Linked DNA regions of Ovis aries: region 1 is linked to region 2. Evidence: chromatin contacts called from public Hi-C data. All regions are on one chromosome and are shown on one strand. Each heading gives the region's core, a stretch centred on a gene start, on an enhancer-like site or on the middle of the called end of the contact. The rest is flanking DNA. Distances are from core to core; before and after follow the strand shown. Region 1 holds the start of JAK2 (Janus kinase 2). Region 2 holds the start of AK3 (adenylate kinase 3).

Evidence for each region. A called contact is a pair of places that touch in the nucleus more often than the background predicts.
Region 1: a Hi-C map of liver shows a contact between it and region 2, with 5 times the contacts expected there. The contact joins the promoter of JAK2 here to the promoter of AK3 in region 2. A contact is called at or near these places in 4 of 16 Hi-C or Micro-C datasets (blood, hypothalamus, liver and 1 more).

Annotation. Positions count from the first base shown.
Region 1 is chr2:73,327,985-73,330,684 of ARS-UI_Ramb_v3.0, reverse strand. JAK2 (Janus kinase 2) reads right to left here and starts at 1,314. Exons shown (of 25, transcript XM_042243421.2): 1 at 758-1,314; 2 at 363-442.
Region 2 is chr2:73,051,186-73,053,885 of ARS-UI_Ramb_v3.0, reverse strand. AK3 (adenylate kinase 3) reads left to right here and starts at 1,319. Exons shown (of 5, transcript XM_042243414.1): 1 at 1,319-1,434.

The DNA of each region.
Region 1 (2,700 bases), core at 65-2,564, 280 kb before region 2:
GCAGCTAAAGTGTCCTCTCAATAAGTATCTCTTATTACTTGAAAATGTTCCTGCCTCAAAGATTAAGAATCTTTGGTTGCTTGAGGAGAAAGGGTATTGGATGACGTTTTTCTCTGCAAAGAAAAACAATGTACAATCAGCAGAGAAACAAATGAAGACTGTTTCTTAAAGAACAACAATAAAGCCCAAAATTACCCTCCCAGGGCAACATTCAAAGTTCAGCACTGCCATTTTCAAAGAAGCAACAATGAGCCCTGCCTGTCGACACACGCTTCCAACCTTCCTACGCACGGACTCACACCTCAAGACACCCTCGTCTTCACTGCAGAGAAAAAGGACTGCAGTCAGGATCGCTCACCCACCTTCGGGGAAAGGGGCTGGAAGGGCCTCTTCTGCAGAAGAGAAACAGATCACATCTTGTTGCCTTGCCTGCTTCCGAAACCTAAAAGGAAAAAAAAAAAAAAAAAAGCGGCAGTTACTACCGCAGAAATCCAGGGGAAATAGATGCTCTTTTCTAGGCTGTTCAGATGTCTAGAAAATTTTAAAAGAGAGATAAGTAAAGGGGAGGAGGAGTATCAGGCACATAAGGATGCAAGTATCAACAGCAAGACACTCCGTCCGAGGTTTCCTTCTAAAAGGGAGGATTTTCTTGCCGAGTTTACTGACACTAGCAGGGGGGAAGGGGAGATCGGGGTGGAGAGGAGGAGAGAGAGAACTGCTGCCCTCCACCTGGAGCCCAGGCAGCAATAACACTCACCGCCGCACGGATGTGGCGACGAGGACGCGCCCCCAAGCCCGAGGGGACTGCTCTTACCCGGTGCCTCCGGCTGGCCACACTACGAAGCCCCTGGAACAGGCAAAGGTCCGAGTGTCCGCCAGGCTGAGACCTCGCGGGCCCTCCCGTGCGGGTTCGGCTCTCACTCACATCCCTCGGCGGCGAAGATCTGGCCTTTCCCTGCGCTGCAATAGGAGCCCTCCGCCCCTACGCTCTGCCACCAAGTCCGGACCCAGGGGCCGAGGGCCCGAGGCGGCGGCGCGCACTGTGGAGCGAGCAGGACGCGGGCCCAGCCTGTCAGCGCTCAGGAAGGCCGTTAGCGTCGGCCGCTGCGGCCCGCTCCTGCTCCTCTTCCTCTCTCCTTCCTGCAACCCACACCACTCCCACTTTGGGCAACCGGGAAGCCCGTCACAGTCGTCGTCTCCACCCTCTCCGCAGTCACACCGTCTTCTCAGCCCCGCAGGCGACACTGGCTGGGACGTCCTATTTACGTCCGACTCAGCCTCCCAGTTGGCCTCTGGTCTGGCGTCTTGCTCACTGCAGAGACCGCCTCGGTGCGGGGCCGGCGCCTGGCGCGCACCCCCGGACTGCGCGTGCGCCGCTCCACCCAGGCTGCGTTTTCACCGACGCGCGCCGGGGGCGGCCGACGACTGGCTACACAGAGCCTGGGCTTCTCAGGAAACAAACCGGCGTGCGCGGAGATTCCCGCGGTGGCCCCTGGGCGTGAGCGGGCGGGGAACTTGAGCTGGGCCGGGCCCTCCGCAGATGGGCGTGTGCGTGGCCGCCGCCCGCCGTGGAGGCGGCTGGGAGTGAGTCAGCCTGGCCGTGTAGGGACTCCCCTGCGCACAACCTGGCACCGCAGCAGAGACTTACCCTGGTCGCGAGGCCGAGGGAAGTCGCGCCGAGGGTTTGGTGCAACGCGTTCCTAACTCACCGTATCGCGCCAGCGCAGTTCTGGGAGTCTGATTCCAATCAGTCACTTCTGCTGGAAAGAAATGAGGGTGGGATGAGGTGCCCAGATGCCTGCGGACTGGCGGCAGTGCCAGGCAAACGAGAAACAATTTCCACCATCCCGAAGAGCCTCATTCATTGGGTCAACAAATATTTACTGAGCACCTACTGTTTGCCATTCTTGGTAGGACCCCAAAGATGCTATGTGAACACAACCCACATACCCCTTGCCCTACTGGAGCTTGTATTCTGATAAAGCGACAAAAATAAATAAAAAGCCTTAAATTTATAACGTGCCAGAGTATAATTGCCACTAAGAAAAGTAAAGGAGCAGGAAGTGGGGAGGCAGTGTGCTATTTTAGTTAGAATGGCCAGGAAAGACCTCCCAGAGTAACATTTGAGTGGAGCTCTGAAGAAGGAGAATGAGCCAGTCCTGCGGCTATCTGTGAAGACAGTTTCATGCAGAAACACTAGCAAAGGCAAAGACCCTAAGAAGGGAATGTGCTTGGCAAGTTCAAGGACCAGGAAGGAGGTCAGTGTGGCTGAAGAACAGTAAAGGAAGGGACAACGGTAAGAGGTGAGGCCAAAGAAGGAGCCTGTAATCCAGCTATGTCGGGCCTTCTGTCAGTCTGAAAGGCATATGTCGTTAGCCTTCTGTCAATCTGAAAAAACAGATACATTTATAGCCCCTGTTTCACCATACAGATGATGCTGCAATTCAGGTCTAGCTTGTACTTAATTGTCCCTTTAAATCTCACCAAAGCAACTCCTGCATTTCTTCTTACATAAGACCCATTGCAAAAGGTCTTTGAGCAAATGATAGCAGGCTAGGAAATGACTTGAATCCACACTGACTTCTTTAAATAATGAACTGGAGCCCTGTTTTCGCCTAAAAGGGATATACTGGGAAACTGCATTCCTATGGCTCCTGTCTTACAAGCAAAATATGCCAGAGAGTGCTTTGTTGTTGCTGT
Region 2 (2,700 bases), core at 70-2,569:
TTTTTTTTTGTTAGTTCTGTTCTTAAGTTTTCTGATCCTTTTATTTGCATTCTTTATCTAGTCCTTTCAAAGCATTATTTTGATGTTTTTTTCTAACTACATGAGCTGAATATTTAATTATTTTATTTTCATTCTTGCTTTCTTAGTAAGAAATATGAATGAGCTACTAAATTTCTTTCCACGTACAGAGCTGTCTACGTATTGAATCCCCCCACCCATTCTCCCAGCTCAGATTCACTGGGGAGCAAGCTTTCTCTTACCATCTCTCTCTGATATAATTCCTATCTCTAAATTGAAAGTAGTTTGAGGATACTCATTTGCCAACTTATGTGAAGGATGGCACTGTTTATTTTCACAGAACCGTCTCTCTTCCTTAGCATAGTGACCTTCTACAAAAATGGATAATAATGGATGACTCTAATGTAATACTGCACACTTAACCTGTGCCTGGCATTGTACTTTATACCCATAATTTGAACAACTCTAAACTAATCTTCCATGCCCATTTTACTGAGGAAATAGGTCTTTTTGTCTTGTGTTTCTATTCCTGGAACATGAAAAACATGCCATTTTAGGGCCTTTTCTCCTTGACTTTGTCCCTCTCCCTCCACCTTTCCATTTAGTACTCAGAGCAATAAATGCCATTTCTTCAAAGCTTGACTGACCACTAGATATAAAACAGCCGTCCTCCACACATTATATTTTACTTTGTTCAGGTTTGTGTTTTAGCTGCTCAGTCCCGTCGGACTCTGTGTAACCCTGTGGACTGTAGCCCGCCAGGCTCCCATGTCCATGGGATTTCCCAGGCAAGAATACTGGAGTGGCTTGACATTTCCTTCTCCAGGGGAACCTTCCCCACCCAGGGATCGAACCCAGGTCTCCCGCATTGCAGGAAGATTCTTTACCATCTGAGTCACCTGGGAAGCCCCCTATTTTGTTCATAGTACTTTCTTAAATTACCTTGCACATTTATCTGCCTCCACCACTAGACTTTCAGCTGCAGGAGTGGGAACTTAACTGAATAAGTATTTATAGAATCAATAGGTGTGACAATATGCTTGGGCGGGCCGAAGGCAAACAATAGAACCTGAGGAAAAGTCAGTATTTTTAGGCTCTGCCGAGTAAAAGCAAGTTACTTTCGAATCTGAAAGTGTGATCCTGGGAAGTAAGAGACAGCCCTCCACAGACGTGTGACCTAGAACCCTGTGCTCAATTTCGACAGGGATTCCTCCTCTTTGAATTGAGGAGGAGAGCCCTTTGTGTTCACTGCCACCCACTGTGACTCTATTCAGATAAACGTACCTCAAAAACCGCCGTTAGAAACCTAGGGAGGAGGAAGAGTCTCAGCAGCAGAGAAGGGAGTGGAAGGGACTGCGGGCTTAGGAGGAGGAGAAGGGGAGGACCTCTGTTAACCCTGGGGACCGAGGAGCAAGGGTGAGGGGGCAGCAAGTGGGGGACGCGCAGAGAAGCCCGCCGGGGTCTGGGGAAGCGGGAGCGAGCGCGGTCAATCCTCTGGGACTGAGCAAGATAGGGCCTGGAGTGCATGAGCGGTGAAGGGTGAAGGAGGGTTGGGGGGAAGGGTGATATCCTGTAATCCAGAGGAGCAAAGCGGCGGTCAGAGGTCAGGAGGGGGCGCGGCAGGAGTGGCCAAGTGTCAAGGAACCGGGCGAGGTCTCTCCTGCTGGGACTGGGCAGGACAGGGCGGGGCCCTGACAGGTGTGAGGTCCGGGCCTGAGGGAAGTGGCGGTCATCCGGGGGTCACCGAGGAGGGCCCCCGGAGGCGAAGAAAAACAAAGGCGATACGGAGGGGAGCGTGCGGATGGGGACGAGGCGCGGAGGGCCGCAGGTCGCGCGGGGAAGTCGTCGCACGGGCAGGGGTCGCCGCGGGAGGGCCGAGGGTGCGCGGCTTGCGCGGAGGGGGCGGGGCGGGGTGGGGCCACGAGCCGGGGTGCGCGGGTCGCGGGGGGCGGGCGCTGCAGCGGCGGGGCGCGGGCGCGGTTGCCCAGTGGCTGTCTCTTCACTTCCGGGAACGCCTGGGCGACAAGGCCGCCCCCTGCTCGCCGCGCAGCCTGCCGGCCGGCCCGGGCGACGAAGTGGGTGAGCGCGCAGTTTCAGGCCGAAGCTCCACTGTCCGCGCGGGCCCGGCCTCTCTCTGCAGCTATGGGGGCGTCTGCGCGGCTACTGCGCGCAGCGATCATGGGGGCGCCGGGCTCTGGCAAGGGCACCGTGTCTTCGCGCATCACCAAACACTTCGAGCTGAAGCACCTCTCCAGCGGGGACCTGCTCAGAGATAATATGCTTCGGGGCACAGGTTGGGAGCCCGGGCGGGAGGGGTGGCCGCGTGCTGTCACCGGTGGGGCTCTGTGGGCGGAGGGGCCAGGGCGCGGGAAATAGGTCCGGCGAATGCAGGTTCAGGGTTGCCGGCGCAGCCTCTCCCAGTTGCCGCCCAGTGAGGAGTCCTCGGACTGCTGAGCCACTGCTCCTCGAAACCTCTGACCTCAGCGCACAGCTTCAGGAGGGTTACTGAGGGAAGGCACTAGAAAGTTAGGACATGTTCGAAGTTCAAAGATGAGAGGAAACCCCGCGGCTTTGAGAAGTTTGTCCAGCCCCAGTCGCAGCTGCTCCTAAGGGTCCACCGAGCTGTGTATGGCTTATTCTCCTCGTGCCTTTGCGCTTGCAGAACTGTTAGCTCTTTCTCTT